Linked DNA regions of Sus scrofa: regions 1 and 2 are each linked to region 3. Evidence: chromatin contacts called from public Hi-C and HiChIP or PLAC-seq data. All regions are on one chromosome and are shown on one strand. Each heading gives the region's core, a stretch centred on a gene start, on an enhancer-like site or on the middle of the called end of the contact. The rest is flanking DNA. Distances are from core to core; before and after follow the strand shown.

Region 1 (3,304 bases), core at 664-3,163, 69 kb before region 3:
AGGGGGGTGGTCATGTGGCTCACAGGTTATATCTGCTTCTGGAAAAAGCAATACCCTGGGTGTGTGTGTTGGGGGGGGGGCAGCGGGCCTGCAGGATAGAGCAGAGGACACCTTTTGATTAGCAGCAGAGTTGCAAAAATGGACACTCCTGCGGCCCTCCTCCTTTCCTGCTCCACTCCCCCTACTTGCATGATCCTCGGTTTCACACAGGGGCCTTGGCCATCATTCTCTTGCTATCCAGATACTGGTTTCCTGGGGTGCCAAGACCCTGGGGAAGTTAGAACAAACAGCTAGGAGAAAGAAGATGGATAGGGCTGGTGCTCAGCCGGGCCTGGCTTGTATACCTTCTTTGCTGCAGAGCTGCTCTCTGCCTTGGCCTTGGGTTTACCCCCCACCCGCTCTTCCTATTTTCGCTCAACTCGTGAAAGCTTTGGAGTCACTCACGGATGACTGGCAGGCCACCTGTGCGCACAGGCGTTTGTACGGTGTTTCAGGAAGTTGAAGGACTAAACAGAACGCGTTACAAAAAAGGAGGTTGCCAGTTAGGCACCAGACTGCAAGTAAAAGGCCGCGCGTACACGTGGCCAGGCGTGAGCGGCAGCACCGGTTCCATATGTAAAGGCGACAGCGTTGTGGGTTCTTAGGAGCCTCGCATTTTCCTGACCCTTTTGGGCATCTTTAACTGTGGGGGCTGGAAAACGGTGTTTTCTGTGTTCATTGCTCTTCTGCAGCTGGTTGGGGAATCCAGTGCTCCTTGGATAGCGAGCCCTGCTACCAGGGAATTCCTCTCCGGGCCCAGGCTGCCGGGCTCCGGCAGGACGTGCGCGCTGCAAACTAGGCAGCAGCCCAGTCGGGCCGATCCGCTCCTAGAAGGGGCCTGGCCGGCAGGAGGCCCCTTTAGGCACCTTCAGTAGGAGTGGGGCAGCGTCAGCAGCTCATTGGGACGCAGGTATTGATCTTTGCGCCTGTTTGCGGGTGAGGCAAGCGAGCCCGCCTCCCCCGGACCGGGGTCGGGGCAGCGCGCTTCACGAAGAGCTCCCAGCGGGGCGAGTCTGCCGGAGGCGGGGAGGGGGGTTGTCGACCGCCGGCTGTCTTGCCCCAGCTCCTGCCCACCCGGCTCGGGCCGCAGGGGCGCTCAGGCCCCGGGGCGGACGGAAGTGGCCAGACTCCGTGTGCCCCCCCCACGCCCCCGCCTCCGGCGCACGTCTATCCCCCCCACCCCAGCGCAGACTCAGGGGGCGGGGCGCACTCTAGGGTCTCGCTCGCAGTGGGGCTGTCGACCCCAAGAGCCGCCTGGGGGTCCCCGGGCGCGGGTGGGAAGGGCTTGCCCAGAGCCGGGACACTAGTGAGAGGCGTGCGCTCGGGCTGGCGGGGAGAGTTTATTTAAAACTCGGAAGCCGGCGACCGGCGAGCGGCTTGTTTATGTAAACCCGGAAACAGCGGGGGGAGGGGCGCGGCGGGGGAGGGCCGGGGGGAGGGGCGCGGGCGGGAGTCACGTTACCCGAGGACGCGCGGCCGAGCGCAGGGCGCAGCCGAGCCCGGGGCGGCGCGACCACAGGTGCCCGCGGCCGGGGACCCGACTCTGGACCCCGACCGGACCTCAACCCAGATCCTGACCCCGACCCCACGCCGGGGTCCTGGCCGGGGACCCCGACCCCATCCCGGACCCCAACCTGGGATCCTGGCCCGGGACCCCTGCCCGGAACTCTGACCCCAATACCGGATCTCTACCCCGACCCCCATACTAGACCCCAACCTGACCCAACCCGGGACCCCGACCACGCCCTGAGCCCAGACTCCGGAGCTCACCCGACTCCAGCCCAGAGCCCGACCCGGGACCCGGACCAGGTACCGGATCCCCGCCAAGACTTAAGACCCTGAATCCAACCCTGAACTTGACCTGGGACCCCTGCCCTAGGTTTCGGATCCCAACCCTCTACCCCGACCCTAGCCCCCTGACCTCGGACTCCGACCCCGACCCTGACCTCCTGACCCTCGACCCCGACCCACCATGACGGGGCTGGAGGAGGACCAGGAGTTCGACTTTGATTTCCTCTTCGAGTTTAACCAGAGCGACGAGGGCGCCGCCGCGGCCGGGGCCACCGCAGGTGGGTCCGCGCGAGGCGGGGGCGCAGGGACTGGGGGCGCGGGGGTCGGGCGGGTAGGTTCCGGGTGGGGAGGGGCCGGCCTGGAGGCGCGCCGGGCCCCTGCCCCTCTGCCCGGGGCGCACCCCCTCTCCCGTCCCCACACCTCCGCGGCACCCAGGTCCGCGGCCCCGGGGTCGGGGCAGCGCCCAAAGTCTCCCCACCGCCCTACCCTTCGCCGGATTAAAACAGGTCAGGTTGAGGGGCGAGTGGGAGTGGTGGGGGAGGCCCCCTTGGGGTCGGCCCCCCCAGCCATGTAGGAAGACTCAGGGCTGCACTAGAGCGGAGTCCTGACCACATTCCCGCAGGAGGGGCCTTCTCTTTAGGGTGGGGTGTTGCTCAAGCCAAAGGATAGAGTGTGTCTGGCCCATGAGGCCCCCAAGACTTCCCCCTCTTGCTCCCCGTGTCCTCAGGGCAAAGCCTCTCTCCATCAAGAGATGGTACAGTGGAGCTAGCCTCTGAGACCTTGGACCCCCAAGGGTGCCACACTGTTCTTTCTTTAATTTTCTCTTCTCTGTCAAAAAATAAAAGTTCCCCTAAACAAACAACAGATAAAGGACTCCTCCGGCCCCCCAGGGTGCAGGCTTTTGAAAAAGAAAGAACCATTGAGCAATCACCCCCACTTTCACCGGAAGACTCAGTCTGGGCCTGCGGCCACCGGCCACCCCGAGTGAGTGAAGGGGACCAGGAGCCCCCTCCTTGCAGCCTGGCTCTCCCCACACCTGTCTCTTCTGTCCCTTGTGGGCCTCCTTTCTGTTTCTGTCTTCAAGATCTTCTCTCTGTCCCTCCCCACGTGGCGGTGAAATGGTGAAGCTGAGCCCAGCACACTTGGCACCGGCAGGCGCCCGTTTCTGCAGTGACTGTATAATATTTTCCATATCATTCACCGCCCTTCTTTTAAAAGTGTAATGTCTTGCTTGTTTATAAAAAAATAAATGTTCCAACCAGGCTAAGGCTGCCTGAACCCGTGCCCCCCCAGTGTCTTCCTTTTCCTCTTCCTTGGCTGTGCGTCTCCAGGCCTTTGGGTCAGTGGGGACCATGGTGGCGAGGGTGGGAGAGAAAAGCAGTTGTCTGAACAGATCTGGGGCCGGAAGTGGAGGCCTTCTGCACTTGCTCGGGACTGGCTATCTGTGGCAGATCCCGGCTTCCGGACTTGTTTA
Region 2 (3,126 bases), core at 547-3,046, 88 kb before region 3:
GAGAAATGAAAGTTTACTTAATACGCTGCTGTTTCCTAACATTCAAATTCTTTCTTTGATGTCATGATAGAGAAAGTCATTCCTTCTTAACTCAAATAAAGTCTAGATGCTGTCACAGCCAGGGTCTGTGCTGCCACCCTCATGCCTCCCAAGGGTGCTTACACGCTCCTCAGGCCCACAGAAGCCACGTGGCACAGAGAGATGAGTATGCACTGTAGCCACATGCTGCTCAGGCCCCACTGTTGGCCAAGCCTGTTTCTGAGCCTGCTTCTTTTACATCTGTAATGTCACCCTTAGACTCCCAGCCACTCCATGTCCATATGCCACTGCCTGGTACTCAGTCATCACCACGCGCCTCCCTGATGTTGGGTGGGAAGCCTGCCTTGTCTCCCGGCTGGGGCACAGGCTGCTGTGCTGTGGACAACCCGGGGCGGCTCTGGGGCTGACTCTCGGGGCACCTGCTCTCCCAGGGGATGGGGAGTCTCTGGGCACTTTGGGCTTCTCCACCCAAGGGCTGCTCCAGGCTGTGGGTCTGTGGTCCCACACCAGCTCCTCCCAGGCCCCCCCAAGCCGCAGATGGAGGTGGGCAGAGGATCTGCTCCTTGGCCCACCTGGACCTTTCCTGGTGGCCGTTCCTCCACCCCCCACAAGGTGTCGCTGTTGCAGCACCTCTCAGAGCCACTGGTTTGCATGGACCTGCATCCTAAGGGAGCAGCTACTGCTCAGCCCCAGAGGGGACTCTGGGAGAACTGATACGGTGGGGGAAGAGGTGGCGGGTGAGGAGGGCTCAGGCTGTGCCAGCCCCATTGCCCTGAGAAGTCCCTGGACATTTCACGCAGAGAGAGAAATTGTCCTCCGCAAGTGTGATAAAGGCAGAGAAACATGAGGTCAAGGTCAGTGGGAGGGTGTGTGTGGGTCTGTACATGTTCACAGGCAGTAGAGGACACTCAGCTGGGTGGTCAGGAGACATGACTGATGCAACGTGGATGGCAAGTGTGAGGAGCCTGGCCTAGAATCAGGTTCTCAGGTGGGTGGTGCCACCAACCCCAGGAACGCAGCCACATTCCGGGCGCTCAGCCTGGCTGGACCACAGTTCAGGGGTCGCTGTCTTGTGGGCCTCCCAGTTCATGACACGAGCCCCCTGGGTGACCTCAGTACCCAGGGCCCAGTGCTTGGACGTGTCCCCATCCTGGGACAGTGATGTCAGGTGTCATCTGACACCTAAGAAAACCCTAGACCAACAATGAAGGAGGGGGAGAGACTTGGCCTCTGTGAAGTTTTAAGTGACCTGGCCCGTGGCTACATCCCCACCCCATGCAGGTAAGATCTGGGGGGACATGGGGGGATAGGGTCACCAGTGCCCTCAGGCCAGGGTCAGGCTTTGTTCCCCTGAAGCGCCACCTCTCCAAGGCGACCACGCATGCCGTTCCTGGCGAGGGGGCCGCAGGGCAGGCCTGGAGTGTCCTCAGTCCAAGGTGGGAGGGGTCCTTCCCAGCTCTGCCTGGCCCCGTGGCCAGGTCCACCCCGCAAGGCCTGCAGCTGCCAAGCCCTCAGCTCCCTTAACACCTGTTCTGGACAGTCCTGTGTCCCCCTCACAGCCAAGCCTGGACTGCTGGGAGGCCGCCCACCAGTCTGGGCAGGTCCATACCCTGGTGGGACCTTCCTGCATGTTCTCTCCCAAAGCTCCTTATCTTGGAATCATTTTCCACTTGGAGCAGTTGGCGTCCACACAGGAGGGGCTGTGCTGGGTTCCCTGACTCTCCACTAAATCCTCATCTGTCCTAGTGTCCCTATGTTCTGGCCGTGGGGAGCTGGGCAAGGAGCATGTGGCCTGAGTTTTGGAGTGGGGCTGGGATGGGCCCAGGGCAAAACAGGCAGGTGACACCAATTGGTGACCCGAGGAAGGGGGTGCCATAGCTACTTTCCTGATGGCCCCAGGTCGCGGGTTTTTTGGGACCAAGCAGGCCCTGCTCCTCCAGCTCCTGCAGGCACCAATAAACAGGAAACGCCTTGGCCACTGGCAGCAGCTGTAATTGCAGGCGATTCCAGAAGGCGGTGCTGGAAGCTCAGAAATGCGGCGTGGCAGCAGCAGGTCCAGGCTGCTTCCTCTTTGCTGAGGAATCAGGGTGTCTGTCTCCTTGGGCTGGAACAGTGCAGAAAGTGTGGTTCCCCGAGGACCTGGACTTTGTCACCTGGAATAACCTGCCTGCACCCACGGACGTCTGGATATACGTGGCGCCTTCCCCTGTGAACAGCCATGTGGCTCCTAATCCCTTCAGGGAGACCTGCCAGCCGGCCCCACCTCCCCCGCCCATCCTGGGCCACAGCCCCCTTCCTGATGGAGGAAGGCTCCAGGTGAGTCTGGAAGGTTCTGTCCTTAAGTCTCAGACAGTGGCTGAGCGGAACCGGGGGGCCCAGAAGGACCGGATCTTGTATCCCTTTTCCTGAATCTAAAAACACTCAATAGCAGAATTTTCCAAATTTTATAGCTACATGATTTTAAAGACAGAGGAACCCGCCACCCCTATGCTGTTTTCCAACTCTGTTCCTGGAAATGGCTTCCAGGCCCACCCACCCTCACCTCTTGGCCTCAGCTGGAAAGGGGGATGCCAGCCAGGTCCCTGCAAGGTCCCTGAGGATGTGGGACCCTCGAGGCAGAGGCCCCCACACTTGCCCTGATGAAGCCTGAGTGGCACAGTCCTTGAAGACAAATGCTTTCAGCATTTTGAAGGTCTGTTCCCCTAAAGTCGACCTGGACAGGGGCCACAGGACTGCTCTGCTGGTGGCTATCAGGATCCTGGCTCCCAGGAGGCCACAGAAGCTGAGTCCTGCGTGTGGCAGGGCCCTTCAAGGACACTCGTGGATGTGGATGGTCACCACCTGTCCTCTCTGCCAGCAGCATCTGGGTTTGGTCCCAGGCCATTGAGGCTCCCACCAAGGGCCACTGGCCACCATGGGACATGTGGTGTCCACTTCCAGGGAGGCGGGCACCCCTGCAAGGAGGCCAGGACCTACATCGCCCCTTGTCCCCCTCCTCCAGCTGCCTGAGCTCTGCCATCTGTCCCCTGGTGCAGTGGCTGGTTGGGTCTGGAGGGAGAGCTGGGTTCGAGGCCAAAAGGCTCCGGG
Region 3 (3,574 bases), core at 292-2,791:
GAGGAGTTGGGGGCGGGGGTGTGTGTGCAGTTAGAACAGGCTTTTCGTTTGGGTTTTTGTTTCCAGGCACATAGGATGAAACAGGCAGTGGCAGGATGTTGTCCAGTGCCCAAGAGCCTGGGCCACAGAGAGCTGCCGTGGTGGCCGGTGCTCTAAACGGTCCTCTGTTCAGGGTGTCAGTGACCATGCCTCCAAGCTCCAGGGAACAATCCAGGTGCCCCAGGACTTGCCTCAACATGAGTCCCACCTCCTTCAGAGGATTTCTTTGTTCCTCAGCTGTTTCTACTCTCAGGTGTTTTTCAAAGATATTTAGCCCATAAATAAATTTCAATTATCACTTATTTAATAATACATTATACTTTATTATAATTATAAATTAAAATTATAATTATAAGTTATTCTTTGGTTCAACAGTATTCATAAAGCTTAAGACATCTTGATCGTGGCAGTGCCACGGAGTACCTTTCTTTTAAACTTAGCTTTATGGGCCTCACTTATTTCAAGTTTAGATTCAACGTGTCATAAAAGCTATGCCGTGAGCCAGTTCCCCGCGTGCTTTCTGACCTGCCCTGCACACTAGCAGGGCAGCACCCCTCCTGGTGACGAGCTGTCCTTGACTTCCATATAAATGTGGGCAGTGCACGCATATGCACACAGTGGCTTGTGGCCATGGGACACGCTCCGGCTTATATATGTTTGCTGAGAGCACACTGTAAATGCCTCTGAAGCTCTCAGAGTTTATTCCAGGATTTATGTAAAGGGGGCTCTGTTTGGCTGAAACGGAGACCTTCCCTTTGAGCTTTGCAACCAAAGGAATCACTCCCGAGATGTCTGCCCCTGCCCCTGTCCCTCCACTCTGGCCCCCTCGCCCCTGCCCGCGGCCCCTGCCACAATCAGCCCTTTCAGTGCCCCCCCCCCCGCCCCCTAAGCTCTCAGGTTTCCAGAAGTCTAGATGTCATTAAAACAACAAGCAGGTGGGCCTAGGCAGCCAGGATCGTGTCTGCTGAGTCTGGCAGTGAGTCCCCCACAGTCTCCCTTCCTTTCCTGAGCCGGGGCTGCTCTGGGCGAGAACAGGAGCTTTCCTCATGGAAAGTTTTACTAACCTGGCCCCAGGCCCAGGGCTGAGGCCTCCCCCGTTCCTAGTGGTGATGGAAAGAGTCAGAGCGCCCGAGTGCGCTGGGCTTAGTGCTGGGGACGCGGCTGCTGCACAGCCGAGGGGAGGGGGCATGTAGCCATGCACACAACTCCTGAGGGCCGTCCCGCGTGCGCCTCCCAAGACGCCAGCGTCTGTCTGCCCAGACACGGAGCCCAGTGTCCAGGGATGTTGTGCCTCCAAGTGGCTCAAACCAATATGCAGACTTTGGCTCGAGTATCTTAGTCCTGGTCTAGATGAACCCATGTGTCAGCCAGTAACGGGCAGGATCTGGTGACCAGCCTTAGGCTGCCGGGGGAGCAACAGGCACTGCCTTTCTGCTATCCTGGAGGGTGTGTGCTTTCGTTAGGACCCGCCCCTGTGTGAAGGAAGAGGTGGACCAGCAGCGGCACTGAGATGTCCGCTGAGTAAGGGCCTCTATAAATAGGGTGCTGCACTTGGCCCCCCGGGACGCAGCTCTCTGGGCCGTGACGTCTGAGCACCATCCTCCTGCAGCTCATGTGACACTGCAGCTTAGGTGTCTGGGCCCTGGGCACCTCCCAGTTGCCGCATGTAGACATGACTATGAGCATCAGGTGCTCTGAACTTCTCATCAGGGTTTCTGCAGTCCAGTTATTTTCTCTGCACTTGGGAATTTGGTGGTTTGCTTTCAGCTAATATTAACCTTCTCCCTTAATCCCAGTCTTAGCTCATTTCCTTCTTTAAATGGAGTTTTCTGATATTGATTTGAGGGAGAGAACAGGTGGCGTCGGGGAAAACAGAGGGAAGAGCTGGAACAGGTCCCGCCACTAACGTCTACTTAGTGCCGAGCAGGCGGTGGCCGAGGACCAAGGAGGGAACTGGTTGTTCAGATGTGGGTGCGTGCTGCAGCACGAGCTTTTGGGGTGCTTGCACCCTCATGTTGCGGGTGAGTCTGTGGATAGTCAGGTGGCACTGTGTGCGCATGTCAGGCCTGTGCGAACACCCTCCGTGTCCTCCTGCGGGGGGTATGTGCCTTCCCGGAGGCACATTACTCAGCCCCGTCGCTGTTTCAGACCAAACTGTACAGCATTGGCCTAGTCTCTGTATTTTCTTTCTCTGATGCTGTGCATTCAAAGTGCCTCTTCACTTAAGAACAAGGGCACTTGACAGATCCTTTCAGATCTATGAGCCAGCAAATTGCACACTGCTATGCTCTGTCCCCAGAACAGGAAGCCAGAAAGAAGGGTTTTCAGAAGCCTAAGAGTCACATTCAAAAGCCCAGAGCTGACAGACCATCGACTGGGCATCTCTTAGGGGAGAGTGGTGGCCAGGGCAGTGCAGGGCTCTGTCTACATGTGTTGGATGACTGTGTTTCCCAAAAGGGCCAGGACCCTGTAACTCAAGCCAGGCCCCACCTGGCGTGCAAGGGGACAGCCAGTGCTGTGGCTCTTCTAAGCGCTCTTCCTGCACAAAAGTATCTTCTTTGTGTGGACGCCCAAGGAAAAGAGAGTGACCGGCTCATGGTTGTCCGTCAAGTCCAGCAGAGGAGAGCATGGATGATTGGTATTGGAGTCATGTCTTCCCATCAGAGCTGAAAAAGTGGTCCCTTTTTGACGTGACACATCATTACCAACAAACGGAAAACCCAAACAGCAATCATAGTCTGCTGTATGGCCGGAGTGACTTTTACATACAGTCTCTGCATATTCAGCATTACAGCAATCCTGTGGGTGGGCAAAACTGCCAATGTGACCCCACCTTACAAAGAAGGAGGCTGAAGCTTAGAGAGGAATGTTGTTCTATTTGCGCAGACTCACGGCTGGTGAGTGACAGAATCACAGACACCAGCTCTGCCAGCTCTGATTTCAACACAGTCTTTTTGTTCTACCAAGGCTTAGCTGGATTGTTGAACTTTTCTACGCACTAGAAGTGCAGAGAGCAAAGATTCTTGTGCAGAAGTCTAGTGTGAGCAAGTGTGAGTTGCAAGCGAGAGAAGGGTGGTGTGTTTTTTCTTCATCAGAGAATCTCTGGTTATTAACCGAGGCCCTTTTTTTTTTTTTTTTTTTTTTTTTTTTTTGGCTGTGCCCACAGCATACAGAAATTCTTGGGCCAGGGATCAAACCTAAGCCACAGCAGTGACAACACTGGATCCTTTAACTGCTAGTTACTGGGGAACTCCTACATGAGGCACTTTCAGTAGCTCAAGGTGGACTGGAGACAGGCAGATAGAGGGAGAAACATGGTGAGTCAGCACTCCCCAAAAAGCAATAAAAATACTGACAGCACTTTCACATCAATTATTGCAGAATCTGAAAATTAACCAGAGGCAGAAGAAACTGAAAAGCATTTATTCAAGAGAAACTGGACCTTATTAAGAAAAGCGGGTGCCTGCTTCTGGGGGTATAGCTCAGCAGTAGAGCATTTGACTGCAGAAAAGTGGGCTCCGTGGTGTTATAACTT

Evidence for each region. Hi-C and Micro-C count contacts between places; a contact is called where the count stands out from the background. HiChIP or PLAC-seq counts read pairs in DNA pulled down with a chosen protein or histone mark.
Region 1: an H3K27ac HiChIP or PLAC-seq map of skeletal muscle shows a contact between it and region 3. The contact joins the promoter of NFATC1 here to the enhancer-like site in region 3. A contact is called at or near these places in 2 of 5 promoter capture datasets (fetal skeletal muscle and liver), 13 of 47 Hi-C or Micro-C datasets (embryonic fibroblasts, fetal liver, fetal skeletal muscle and 4 more) and 2 of 2 datasets of contacts at active chromatin or transcription factors (alveolar macrophages and skeletal muscle).
Region 2: a Hi-C map of skeletal muscle shows a contact between it and region 3, with 4 times the contacts expected there. The contact joins two enhancer-like sites. A contact is called at or near these places in 4 of 47 Hi-C or Micro-C datasets (embryonic fibroblasts, fetal liver, retroperitoneal adipose tissue and 1 more) and 2 of 2 datasets of contacts at active chromatin or transcription factors (alveolar macrophages and skeletal muscle).

Annotation. Positions count from the first base shown.
Region 1 is chr1:146,001,506-146,004,809 of Sscrofa11.1, reverse strand. NFATC1 (nuclear factor of activated T-cells, cytoplasmic, calcineurin-dependent 1) reads left to right here and starts at 1,913. Exons shown (of 10, transcript NM_214161.1): 1 at 1,913-2,108. The coding sequence starts at 2,012.
Region 2 is chr1:146,019,966-146,023,091 of Sscrofa11.1, reverse strand. ATP9B (probable phospholipid-transporting ATPase IIB) reads left to right here. Exons shown (of 30, transcript XM_013985712.2): 30 at 1-117. Among named protein-coding and RNA genes, the nearest start is that of NFATC1, 19 kb to the right of the region's middle. Within about 2 kb of position 1,796, at least 11 of the 83 cell types and tissues checked have an H3K27ac peak or open chromatin away from gene starts, as enhancers often do. A contact at or near this core is called in skeletal muscle, where this site is marked.
Region 3 is chr1:145,931,543-145,935,116 of Sscrofa11.1, reverse strand. No RefSeq gene overlaps it. Among named protein-coding and RNA genes, the nearest start is that of NFATC1, 70 kb to the left of the region's middle. Within about 2 kb of position 1,541, at least 20 of the 83 cell types and tissues checked have an H3K27ac peak or open chromatin away from gene starts, as enhancers often do. A contact at or near this core is called in embryonic fibroblasts, fetal liver, fetal skeletal muscle and 2 more, where this site is marked.